Linked DNA regions of Oryzias latipes: region 1 is linked to region 2. A link is a contact called in public Hi-C data. All regions are on one chromosome and are shown on one strand. The core of a region is the stretch at or near the end of the contact, and the rest is flanking DNA. Distances in the headings are between cores, read along the strand shown.

What was found. A called contact is a pair of places that touch in the nucleus more often than the background predicts.
Region 1: a contact with region 2 is called in a Hi-C map of fibroblasts, with 1.8 times the contacts expected there. The contact joins two enhancer-like sites. A contact is called at or near these places in 2 of 5 Hi-C or Micro-C datasets (fibroblasts and gastrula embryo).

Annotation. Positions count from the first base shown.
Region 1 is chr13:9,469,036-9,475,746 of ASM223467v1, forward strand. All of the region lies in intron 3 of robo1 (roundabout homolog 1), which reads right to left. Among protein-coding and RNA genes, the nearest start is that of robo1, 110 kb to the right of the region's middle. Within about 2 kb of position 4,941, at least 6 of the 8 cell types and tissues checked have an H3K27ac peak or open chromatin away from gene starts, as enhancers often do.
Region 2 is chr13:9,378,143-9,385,507 of ASM223467v1, forward strand. It overlaps robo1 (roundabout homolog 1), which reads right to left. Exons shown (of 32, transcript XM_023961823.1): 5 at 3,050-3,207. Among protein-coding and RNA genes, the nearest start is that of robo1, 200 kb to the right of the region's middle. Within about 2 kb of position 5,804, at least 4 of the 8 cell types and tissues checked have an H3K27ac peak or open chromatin away from gene starts, as enhancers often do.

The DNA of each region.
Region 1 (6,711 bases), core at 3,691-6,190, 90 kb after region 2:
GTTTGGTAAATTTACACAGACTGCCAGCAATAAATCAGTGGTGAATGAATGTAAATAGACCTAACAAATTGAAAGTCTATTACACAACTGTACAACACAGACCCAAGACACAGACTTGTGGATGAGTTGTTGCTCGCTCTGATGTCAATCTACACACTGAGTGTCATTAGAGACAAACAAAAGCTGTCAGACTCAGCAGAAGGCCATAAGGGCAACCTCCATTCCTGCAGGATGAATGTAGTTCCTTTTTTTTTGATTGTATCAATTTTCAGGGACAAGGAGGAAATCTGTGGTGGAAAAGGCTGTGAAGCTTGTTAGGAAGCTGCCTGTCAAATTGGCTCTGGAGACCAGGCAGATGGGCTGAACGGAGCTGGGTGGATGCAGGCGGAGAGTCAGTCTGTCTCACTGACTGTATGTCAGTCTGTCTGGTATCTATCTATCTATTCACAATGTGGCGGTTTAGGCAAACTCACTGGCTCCTCAAGCTGACCTGGCACATTCACTGTGACGACCTGCAATGAAAACCCAGCCTGTGTGTCTCATGTACACCGGTGTCAAGGATGTCATTCCTGCAACAGAGCAGGAACTCTAGGAAAGGGGCTGTAATTAATGAGGATCCCAGATGCTGGGCTGAGCTCCTCTGGCTTTTTTGTGTAACATGGCCAATGCTGTGAGCATGGCGGAGGATTTCAGAAATGAAGCACAGGGGAGTGAGCGTCTGCAATTACCGGTACCTCTTGTTTTCGTTTTTTCCTGCATTTTAACTTGTAATGAGGTCTGACCAATGCAGTTTTAGTGATTTACAAAGCCTTTCAACAACAGCAAGACAGCAGAAATGAGGGTAATTAAATACAAGGTAGATTTATTGTTTCCACAGTGAGAATACTGTAGTTTATTTTTGGGAGGGGAAATAATAAAGTTATATATGGAAGAAAATAATTTGAATAGACTTTTAAAAGCCAAATACATGTTTATTTGAGGTCATACATTTCATATAGAGACTCAATCCAATAAAAAAAAGGTTTTTGGTGTTTTTAACATGTTTCCCCATGATGAAGCACATATGTAAAGAAAATTAAGAATAATACTAAGTGTTTCTTTATTTAAATTATGAGTTTCTGATTAACTACTGCTGCTCTGCAGAAACTATGCCCTAGAAAACCACAGTTTTTTTTTATTATTTTGCCTTAAAATGGCAATTGAAAGACCACCAGGGAATGCTTTGAAAATAGATCAAAAGATGATCGGAATGGGACTTTAAAGAAGGGCAATACAAACTCAGCACAACTGTCAAATTTGAATTGTATTCTACTCAGTTTTTTGCAGTCAACAACAATGCAGTACGGTTGTCAAGTCTTTACAACGTCTTCCTCTTAAATGGCTTATTTCTGTTCCATCAAGGAAGGTTATGAAGTCTAGTGGGAAGTAGAGGTAAGGTGAAGGAGGGGCTGAGGGGCAGCGAGGGAATTAGAGAAACCAGCAGCACACTCAGTTGGCACAGGCAAGCCACAGAGAGAGCAGCATGTGGGCTGGCAGCCAAGAAAAAGCTGAGCTCAACTGTGACGCGAAAGCAGGCAGGGGCAAATGTGTCTAAAGAGCATCTAATGCTTTTAAAATGTTATTTATTTGATAGCAGGAGTGACCTGGGTCCAGTGTTGGGCCAAGGTTGTATAGGACCCCTTAACTGCCTAAATACAGGTTGTTCTAAATGTCCATCCAAACTCATATTATGAGGCAAATCTCAGACAGCAGGGTGTTAAAAGGGATTTTCCTTTGCAGCATCCGGTAGAGGCTATGACGTTTATTTCTGAGTTCTCCAGTCTGATTCCCTTTCGGTGACCTTCCGGTTATGAATGGTAAACACATCTCAGGTTCTGTTAGGAGTGCTTGCAAACTAGTATAGGAGTGCATATTCTGTAGCTGCTGAGGTATTAAAGTGAAACTTAGCTCCCACAGTGTAGGTTAGGACTCTGTGGAGCCATGTGGCAAAATGACTCCAGCATGGGCCTGCTGACAGGGCCGTGGTCCAAGTCCAGCCAAATGGAACACAAATCGCCCCAAACTATTCAGAATCTGGCCTGGAAAAATTAAATGGGAATGTAAGGCCTGCCATGCAATGAGCAGTAAATATTTGGTCAAAACTAATGAAGGGGCAAAGTCTGCCAAGAAACCTTTTTCTAGACATACACAGAGGGGAGACTGTGCCCAGACTGGCATTAAAAAGAAATTTCCTTCTGCAGACAACTGCTCACTGGGCTGTCTGCTTTCCAGCACCCACTTACCATGTCCTCCCCTTATAACCCATTAACTGTTCAGGTACATACACACCTCTACCCAAAACACAGCTTCCTTCTGCTTTGAGAATAAAAATGCAAATGCATCTTACCCACTACCCTAATTTTCGTATGCCATTTTTAGATATCTCACATCATATCTCACTCGTGTCAGACGATGGAGCATCTAAAGAAACCTGGAGACAGTGATAACGTGGAGAAACACGAGACAACACATCTGAATCACAATTAGCTCTCTAAACTGTTTTCAAATAATTCTTCTTTCCAGCGATACGGAATTGTCTGGACGTCTTTCTTTTTCTTTTCTTGGAAAAAGTGATCACGTGTGAAGCTGCCAGAACAAAGATGATTTTCAGAATGTGGTTTGTAAATAAAATACATCAGTGTCTTTCAGGAGGATAACATAAGCCTGAAAGGAAAAAAGGAAAATAAAAAAAACAAACATCTAAAATCTCCATTGAATAATGCAAAATTTAACCCAAAAAAAGGATTGGATTAAAGCACTGGCTACCCAGAAAGCCAAGCATATTAAAAATGTGAAAGAGATGCCATAATTCCAACATATTTGTATCAATCTTATTTCTTTGTCTTGTGGATAATGAAGGGTAATTTGTGTTTTTAAGCTAATGTTAATAGTCTAAAATGTGAAACTTCCAACTGAAGCTTCATTCACTATGGGCATGTGGCGTACGTGTATTCTTGAACCCGCGTTTAGCTAATAGTGTTCACACTGGACAAGAAGGCAGGGGCTTCTTCTTCTTCTTCTTTTTCGACTGTTTACTAGCACATGTCCCCCACCTACAGCTGGAAGAGACTAAGCGTAAAATGTCAAAGTGGTGCAAATCTTGTGAATCTTGCTCCAGTTTGTTTTCTTTCAAAGCTCTATTGAAAGAAAACAAACTGGAATTGTTGATTTCTCCTCCATGATCAATATTCAAACAATTGGCACTTCCCTTAATTAAAAGGGACACCATCCATGCGTCCCTTCCAAATTTGAGTCCCTCATTGGTCAAAACTCAACCTGGTTTGACTTTTAATGTCTTGTACATACAGCCCAAAAACGTTTTACTAATTTACTAAATAATTTACTAAGTTTTACTAACTTTTGAAATTTTAAACGTCCAAAACGAGCATTTACATAGACTTTTCATTGGAAGTGTTCATAGTGCTAGTGTGAGAATGAACCTGGTGATACTACAAATGGAGACAACAGTTTTTCTAAAGGGAAACAGAAACATTGAAGAACAAAAACTGCTCTCTAAGCATTTCAGACCTGGAAAAGTTCAAGCATTTGTGTTAAAAATGAATATCCAGAGGTGTTTCAGACATTTTAAACCATGTTTGCAGACTGCTATGCCATACTGCATCTGCAAAAAAGCGTCTGACAAATAACTTTGGACTTTCATGTATTAATATCCGTGGTGACATCAGATTTACAGCACCAGTAAGTAGGTAAGCCTGATAATAGAGCAGGATTATGTTTAATCCCTCAACTCAAAGTAGCCATGCATTTACATGTTGGAAAAAAATCACCCAGGTCTGTGAAGTCTCTTCACCATGGTTACAGCTAAATGGTGGGGGCTCCAAATGCAGGCCTGTAATAGTGAATTTCAAGGTCACTCTCTCATTAATTATGGTTTCCAGTGCTTTCCCCTTAAATAGACTTCGACCCTCCTACTTTTATCACCGTCTTTTGTCTGACAGAATTACCCTTGCCCCCCCCCCCCCCCCCCCCCCCCCCCCATCCCTTTTACTCCCTGTTAGGGCTAGATTAAAGGTGCTGATGCAGCTCTGAAAGAGGAGACACTTTAGAAAAAGAATTCCCCAAGGCAAAAAGTGCCGTAAGTGAAAAAGAAATATCATGGAAGTAAAATTATAAAAGCAAATATTGTTTCTGGCTTTTTTTCCTTTAACTGCTAATTTAATCGAGTTATTTGAAAGGTATTTTCCCTTGTCAGTTATAACCAAAGAGAGTTTTAGCATTTCAAAAGTGCATCCAGGAGCTAAAATGAGAGGGTAATAGAATGGTCCCAGAGGCTGGAAAGGGGTCCGGACTCAGGGGGTGAGAAAGAAAAGAAGGATGCGGGGAAAGGCAGTCCTCAATGCCATCTCTCAGTCTCCCCAGTGGAGAAAATGAAAGGGAGGGCGGTCTGAGCCTTTTTAAAATGCACAAGGCAGAACACCCCATGGAAGCACAGTTTACCGCAGGACCAAACTCCAGATCTGGGGCAAGCCCTGGAAGAGCTCCTGAGCATGCAGTTTTTAGACACTTGAGGGATGCTGGTCATTCCCGACTGAGCCCTCAAAGCCACGCTGGGCCTTGGAAGCATCTTTCATTTACTCAGCACTTCTTAAAATCAGCTTCGCCTCTCCCCAGATGTCCACCCTCCAAAAGAAAAACCCAACAGTACAGGTTTTTTCACCACAATCACTCCAATCAGCACATTTTATGTCACCAGGGACGAGTAACAATATGCAATATGAGCGCAGGAGCCAGATCAAAAGTATTCCCTGAGCTGGTGTATCATGGTATGTTTGACTCCTCTATCCTCCCCTACATCCTCTCTTTACCTCCCCCGCTCCACACCCCTGGGGTAGCCTTTGTGTAGGCGCACTCCTCCCTTCAGCACTCCTTCTCACACAACCCACCCTGCCTCCGCTGAACCTTTCTGCTCCCCTCCCCCCCGTTCCCTGCCTTACAATTGTCCTGTTAATGCAGCACAATACAGCCTCCCCAACCCCACAGGCTTTTTTCTGCATGTCGACCTGCTTTATTTAAGAAAGATCTGTGCTGACCAGTCACAAAAAGGCAAGTCTTAAAAAAATGGAAGGGGGTGCGGGGGCTGGTAAGAAGATCAAGAGATTCCTTAAGCTTTCTCTGATTTACCCCACACAAACCAAAACCCACGATGCTGCTTTCCTCTTTGCTCACATCTATATTAGTGGCTTCATAGGTACACCACCAATAGAATGAAAACGATTACAAAAAGTGTGGAATACAATAGATGTTTGTGCAAGAAAAGGTGAAAATTCTCTTAATTTTTTATAACAATGAAAAGTTTAGGATCTTTCAAATGTTCCATTTGGAATTTGGGACAAAAACCAGACAACACCTTCCAATTAGAAAGCATCATTCATCACTTCTACCCATGGCAGGATAAGGGAGTGTTTATCCTCCATGTGAGCTGTCAGAAGAAAATGTGTTAACTACACTGGTCCATCCTGGACATGAAACAGCCATCAAGTACCAGTCAATGGAAAGGGTTTCAAAGTTTAAGGCTAATTCTAGTGTCGATTAGTGATGGGAGAATTGATACCAAGGTGTCAAAGTATTGATACACGTCCCTCACCAATTTTGGTATCAAGTCCTCTTAAAATATTGATTACTAATAATTATATTGGAATATAAAGCCTTATTTTCCGCTGAGTATTTTGAGCGTTTCCATTATAAAATGGACCCATTAAGCTGGACCGAACTGTACCATTTTTGAGTCCCCTTTGGTTGTAGGTCCATAGAAAAATGAAACCGACAGGTTAGGGTGGAAATACTGTTGAAACCATTGTCATTACAACAAAGAAAGTGCCTGTCTTCCTCTTCGTTGCCTGCAATGTTTTCTCAAACAACATTAAATGTCTTGCATACAGTACCAAAAGTCAAGTGTAAAATAAGTTGCTGGATGACCTCAATTGTTGTTGTTGTTATTGTAATTTCACCCTGCATACCCTATGATGGTCCAACTTTAAGAGGAAACCCTCATCTAAACTGCCTGGACCATTCTAAACCGGACCGGACAAGAGCGTACCGTATTGCTCAATGGAAACGAGGCTTTAGTGTGTCATTTCTTGATGTTTTTGGTTATTAATTGAGTTATCCCAGTGTTTGGTGCCAAAACGCCCACAACATTTTGAACTGCTCCATCAGTCACGTGATCAGAAGAGCTGCAAGTTGTGTGTTACCCTTAGCAACAATATAACACAGCATGAGTAGGTGATTTTGAAAGAATTTTTTTATATTTTGTACATTGCTCATTATAGTTATTATCTGTTCAGTGTTTGATGGTACTTGTTTTTAGGATAATAAATAATATTCTAGAGAAAAAGAAAAAATCTGCATCGAATCTTAAAAGTGTGGTGCCGTCAATCACTTCTGTAGATTATCTATCCACATGCCAAAAACTGCAGAGGGTGTGATAGCAATAGATTTCGCAGGAAATTTCCTAAAATATCAAGAGGTTTAGACAAAAGACCCTGGGTTGTAATGAAATTATCTCAGTTCCTCTTAATTCTTCTCACAGAAGAGCAAATCAGTTGAACTGCAGCCACGGCAAATTACAAACTACTGCCATCCGACGGATTTGTTAATTAATCCAATTAAACTGTGCTTGCACGCCATTAAAGGAAGAGCCAATGGAGAAAA
Region 2 (7,365 bases), core at 4,554-7,053:
TCGACTCCATCCTTATTCTTACCTCTGTGTGTCTGCAGCAGTCCCCCATTCTCCACAGGCATACTTGGAGTGCCGGAGCAGCAGGGACCCTGAAAGCTGGCTAAAGTAAATGAATGTGGCAGGGGTTCCTTTTTTTTTTTTTTTTTTTCGTCTGCATGCATATCCTCTCAGCACCAGACACGGACTGCTGAAAGCCTCAACAATCTGACCATTATCCCTACATTACAAGGAGATGGCTCTATCCTGCTGCCTTTTGTCTCATGTCATTTGGCATTGCTGATAATGCAAAACCCCCCATTTACCATCAATGCTGTTGGTATTCACACAGCATTCAGTTTCCAAGCTGATAATTAACCACAACTACTACACAAAAGGAAAGAGACAATGTGGTGCATTTTGGTCATTTGTCCTTCCTGCTCGAAGCAGACGTTGGTTTGAATACTGGAATTTTCTTTTTTAATTTGTTTGTGCTCCTCTGATAATCTTTGAAAGATAAGTGGAAACACAGAGTTGAAAATAAGAACCATGACGTTAAAAGGTGGCCCCCCCGTTTCAAACCCGCTCAGCATGAAAACACAAATAATCTTTGAAAAGGCACACAGCATGCTACCGGTGTTTATGAGAATTCCAACTGAAATGGAAAAATAAAATACAGAAAATTTTGACTTGTAAGCCTTCCTTTGCAAGTTCAACAATTGTTTTTCTAAAGTTTTTTTTTTTAGGGTTAACGCCGTAAAACCCATTGCATCAAAGAATGGATAGAAAATTAAAAATAATTGGAATGAAGATGATTTTTTTAACCCTTTGATGAACTATAAAACAAACATTTTTATAATAAGCCTATCATTTTTTTATGATAATTAGCCTAGAAAGTATTAATTATGGTATGTTAGGTGACTTGGTGAGTTTTTTCTCACAACAATTTTAGTTTAAGATGGAAACATATTGATAGGGGGTGTTAAGGGGGGAAAAAAATCACTTTATTTACCCAATACCTTAATTTTGAAAATAACATGTTAAGCATAGTGAAACTGTGTTATAAAAAATGAATAAATACCAATACATTCTCTTAATGCAGCAAGTCATTAAAAATACGCAAATAGATAAGTTGTTCTCAGTATAAAATTCTGAAAATTGGCAAAACTTTTCCCACCAAAAGTGCTTTTGAGATTTCACGAAAGCACCCATTTGAGCAGGAAAAGCCCTTCTACTGCCCCTAGTGGAATAATAATGAACTACAGGGCAGAAAACATGGACCAAGGTGTATATATATATATATATATATATATATATATATATATATATATATGGGCTTGTAAGGAAAGCTTTAAGCATGTTAATAAGATAGAAGAGCTAAGAAATGCATGTATCATATAAGATATGGTTATAAAGGGTTATCTTTCTAACGTGAAAGCTTTTGTAGTCCGAAACAAGACAAAAGACATAAAACTAGGCTGCAGGTGGTTTGGGAGACCAGTGTGATTGCCAAGGTAACTGCATGTTTCAGCATTTTACATCAAAGCAGGAATAAGTTCAGCCAAATATCACAATGCAAGCTGGCCTTCAGAGAGCTCAGCTGTTCATTAGATTAGAAGTTTATCCCTGCATTTCTTTATTCACTCACTAAACATAATATAATACAAACAACACTCAGGACCCCGTCCCAAGACAGTCCAAATTCTATTAGCATGGAAATCCAGAGGACACCACGGAGACTCCCATCTGTCAGAGTGGTAGCTCATTTAGGTGGTTGCTCATGACGTCAAGCATAACTTTTAAATCCCCCATTAGGGAACACTCAGCTCTGTGTTTGAAAAGAAGTTTACAGTGAGAAAAAACAGCTGTTCAGAGGTTTTTTTTAGTTCCACAAAACTTCTCCAGGGTATAACAACGCCTCTACAAGGAAGTACATTAGGAACTTGGAAAATGAAATAAAAACAAATATCAAAACCTAGCACTGGGTTGTTTGACCCGGGGAGATAAACTTGCCAGAAAAAATAATAGTAAAAAAAACGTGTAAAAAAATCTTCTGCAATTTACAACATTATGGGCAATTGAAAAATTGTTTCATACATTTCCTCAGGGTGATGAGCAGCAGTAGTTTAATTCTAGTATTTTTATTTTTTTGGACAAAAATTATTCTTTGACAGACACAATTGGATGCTAGTTTTGATTTTCGCTATTAAGAAATAAAGATTTTTAATTTTGTATTATTAATATTAATAATAATAAAAACTTTGCTTTTGAGTGACAAATAACTATTCATACATGTGTATATTTTAACCCTTTTTGCCAGTATATTGTATTATTTTTTATAATAATAATAATACTGTTTTATATATATTGAAATTCCTTCATTCATTAAAAAAATGAATTTATGAAAGACAAAATAATGAATTTCTTTCCTCAACAAGAGATCATTATTTTGGTAAATGTTTAGATGCTCATAATAACAAGAAAGTAAGACACTTTTCTCTAACTAATTTGTATGCTGTTCTTTTTTTCAACTAAAACGCTATATTCTAGTTCTAGTTGAATATAACTAGTAAAATGTTCTTTCAGCATAATCATTTTATTCATAAAGGGAAAAGTAGCACAAATCAAACCTTATGTTTTGCTGAAACCCTGAACTCTATACTAGTCCATTGTGAGCATGCATGTGACCCTAATTGATACAGTAGTGCTGGCTATGCTGGTTGTAAATCAAGTTTAGATAGTTGCTTAGGTTCTGGAAATGCTGCTGTATGCAACTTTCTCCAGTTTACTCTGGTCAGCTCGATTTCCTTTCTTAGGATAATCTTCTGCTTGGTGATCTCATCAACAGTCCATTCATGATCAATACATTACTGCTGACTAATGAAGCAAGAAATAAGCCAAACGTACTTGTTAAAGCCTTTGAAGTCATGTTTGATTTGTTTGCTACATACCAAGCAGCTTCATACAGCAGTTTTAGATTGAAAAACATATACCGTTACTGATGATTTGATCTGAATTCAAACACCAAAATACGTTGAAAGCGTGTGGAAGAACCCGTGTTTTATATACGTACAGTGATCCTTTCATCTCTGTCATCAATATTCACTCCGTCTTTTTTCCATGATATTGTGGGTTCAGGATGTCCACGAGGGGGCTGGCACTCCAGGACTGCGGGTTCTCCAGCTGCCACCATCACATCAGCAGGGTTTTGTCTGAAGTCATCGCGTAGAACTGCAAGAAACCACAAAACACAGGTATTATTAACGTGTGCTTCAGCTGTAATCAGAAAACGGAGGGAAAAAACGACGAGCAGCAGTCAGTTCTGATAGCTAATAAAACTAAAAACATGTGGCTTCTAATTACCTCGTGTAATGCTGACAAAAAAAAGTCGTAGTGGTGAGACACTCGAAACTGGGCAAATAACAGCTTCAGTCCAAATAAACTTACAGATTATCAGCAGTGATGAATTCATGTCCAGGTTATCAATATTACCAACTATGACCTTCCTTTTTGTTGACGAAACCACACAGCATGGTAATACACACACTCAGACATTCAGAGACCGTTCATCACCTCTCCATCATCACTTCTTCATTTCTCCTTGACACTTCATATTTACATCACCTTGCGCTCATGCACCCGTTTTGCCTCGACACGCTCGCAAATCTACATTAGACCCAACCTGCCATCCATGTCACCGCGAGGAAATGATATGACTCTTATATGCATCGACTTTCCTCGCTGGATGTGTTTAAAATAAAAGATGACACAGCCTTGGGTTGTTAATAATAAGATACAAGAGCCCCCTCTCTGCTATTTTTCACATCTAGTGATACCACATTTAAGAGCACAATAGACAGAAAATGAGACACTCAGCAATTTCCATGAGTGCTGCTGAGTGCAGATTCGGATAACCTACCTAACTACCAACCAGTCTCTTCAGAATATCACATTGATAATAATGCTTTATGGTAGCCGTGGCAGAGAAGATCAAAGCTTCCTCACTTTCTGATGGCTGAGGAACAGCATATCTGTGAAGTTCACATCTGCAGTGGTAAACTGGATATTTACTGAGAGGAGAGAAAGTCATGAAAAAGCAGCAAGCCCTTCTTCAGCAAGCAATGTCGCAGAAAAACATTTCCACATCCTCTTACACATAAAAACAGAAATTAGGCTACAAATGGGAGCCCCATTCAAGCAGAATTTCATTACAAATAGATTTTATTCTTTTAAGGAATAAAAGAAAAAAAATATTGTCAATATATACTTTTTTAATGTATCTTTAAAGACGCACTCCAATGAAAGTGGTGTTTTTAAACATGTTCTCTGATGATGTAGGACATATGTAAAGAACAGCTTAAAAGTGCCTTTCTGAGTATTTCTTTATTCAAATTGTTGTGTATCAAAGTAGACGCAAAAATGTTGTTTAAAAAAGCGTGTAGCCACAAGCTTCACTCTATACTGAAGCATTCGCTTGTAGACGGCTAGATCCGTGTACATCTATGTTTTCCTCATCTGAGCTGGCATCTGGCTCAAAACAGCTGGATAGTTCCAACATTGTTCGACAATTTTGTTGTACAGATAATGTCAGGTTGGGGATTGTGAAGGGCTGTAAGCTAGTGGGAGAGGTTGTAAACAGATGGATGATGGGTAGGAGGCGGCTTACTCAGCCCTGCTCACAACTCTATATAATAGCTTTTGAGGACCTTTGCTGGTCAATCTCACCTTCTCAAAGGACAATATTTCTCAAAAATGTTTCTTGGTGATCCACAATCCTTTTTTATGACTCACACTACTGAAGTTGAAAATGCCCTAAAAACCCTCTCATTCTGCTCCCTCCTAACAGTGCAGCTGTGTGGTGAATTCGTGTAGTTTGGTTACAACAGATCAAATCATTCAGGAATGCAAATGTAAACACCAAACATCCGTTTCATTAGAGTGCATACTTCAAAACTCTATCCTTGCATAAAGAGATTAAGCCAATGTGTTCTGAAGAGGATTTCTGCTGGTCAGCCTTTAGAATCAAAGTGAGCCAAACACTGAACAAAATAATAAAAGAAGTGTGTGGGCTTTTGCAGCATCTGCAATATATGCATGGGTGAGTGAGCGCAGTAACTTTAAGTGTGACATTAATTTTGCACCGTCTCTTCTCTGTGGGGTCTCGGAACCCCTGCCAGTCTCTGAATTATTTTTAGCCCACCACCCCGTGTATTTGTCCCTATAGAAAATAAAATGCAAAGCAAAAGTAGTGTAGCTGGAAAGAGACGCAGTATCGACTTGATAAAGGCCTGAGGAGAAGCTGGCATCGTCAAGTGTTTACACCACAAGGACCTCCAGCACTCACTCCCCCACCTCACTGCCCTCTCTTCTTCTCCAAACCAACACCTCCTTGTTATAAACACAGCTGAGTGCAGCCCAGCAGACAGCCCTGAACATCTGCGTACAGGAAAACAAATTCCTCTGGGATGGAGGCAGGAGAGGAGACAGACGCAGCCAGACAGTCTGTCAGACCGACAAACGGACCCAGATCTGAAAGGGTTTTAAGACTGACTCTTTTGCCAGAAGCCTTGTTAGATCCGGAGTTGTGGCAGGGCTGGTTTTTCCTGGCTCCCCCCTTCTTTAACATCCATTCTTGCTCCTTTCTTTATGCTACATAAGCTCTTGATTGCTTTTGCTGTTCCCATTTTGGGAGCTAAAATCCAGAAAAAAAGGTTTTCACGTTGTCTTCTTTGCTGAAAGTGTGCATGTGCGATGCGGTCTCTATCTGGGTTTGGGATAATGAGGCTACTCTACCATTCTGTCTCTCCAGTGGGGCTGCAGCTGTCCCCTAGAAGATAATATTTCCTGGGCTATTAACAGTGAGGCCAAACTCTTTGTGTGTGTGTGTGTGTGTGTGTGTGTGGGTGTGTGTGTGTGTGCGTGTGTGTGTGTGTGTATTTGTGTGTGTTGAACAAGATTTTCATTTTGTAGCCTAATATGTGGAAATGAGCCAAAGTCACAGGTCCCAGCATGAAGACGCCTCTTTGTCCATTCTGGATTTGCTCAAAAATGTTGATAATGGGATGGAACAGGGCGGAAATCCGGACTTGGACAAATAGAAGTGTGCATTGTCAAGGTAAAGGGATCTGTCCTGCTCTGAATTTCCTCTTTTCTGGAGTGTCAGAACAAAACACCTATTATCTTGCGTAGCTGTTGTTTATCCAAGAGGAATAAAAAACAGCTGACTGTGCAAAAGAAAGCAAATTCATCAGAAGAGAGAAGTAGATCGGGGTCTCCAACAAGTGTTGGGCTCTGCCAAGATCCAACTCTCCAGACTAGATGTACTACGATCCCTCTCAAGGTCCACAGAAGTATTGTAACTGTTCTGCCAGTAACATAATAAGCTGCCATCAAGATCCAAGACACCTCTTACGCTATGTTTACACCAGGCTCGGAAATGCGCGTTCAAAAAAAAACACTTCCAATGAGAAGTCTATGTAAAAAATGCATAGATGCATGTTCAGGCCTCCGTGTTAAAAATGATTGCATTCACGTGTTGCTACACAAGTTTCATAGTCCATTTTCGGGCTCTACATACAAAAAATGCCTTTAAAGTTGAACCAGTTAAACTTTGACCAGTCAGGTACTCGGACTTGGTAGTGATGTATGGATAGTGTCTGTTTCAAAATATGGAAGTATTAACCATTAAGAAATTGATCATGAAGGAGAAGTCAATAAATGTGTCCAGCTAGAATTATTTGACACAGACTCTTTCATTTATCGGATTAGAGCTGCGAAAGAGAAAAGCCTGGAGTTCAATTCCCAAGATTTGCACCACTTTGACATTTTGCACCAAGCCTCTCCCAACTGTGAGTACATCCGTCAGTATCGCATGGCAACAGTCCAGTGTGAACGCCATATGCTAAAAGTGTGTTCAGCCCATTCTTGAACGTACATCATATCCCTGGTGTGTACGTCGCATTAAAGGTTACTGGAGAAAGTAGCTTGGTGAAAAATGCACACATTCATCACAAGCACAAGCTATCCTCCATTCACATACACTCTAACAAACACAGGCAGACTTTCCCTCAGGAAATTGAAAACAGATGTTTAAATGTCAAATTAAAATGAGATTCCTGTGCTGCCCCTCCGATATTAATGAAAACGAAGACCTAATGCCACACACAAGTCAGGATGGGAAGATCAGATGAGCTTTGTTCTGAGGAAATGAAACAAAGTAAAACAAGCTCTCCTCAAACCTATGCAAGGATGCAAGAACAGACCCACAAGGGAATTAAAGGTTTATCAGAATGCACATGGAGGCAATCCCACAGAGACACACAGCCCAGCGTGGGTCTTGCCTTCGGCTTTGGATTCTGCCTTGAATCAGGATGGACACGGTTTATGCCA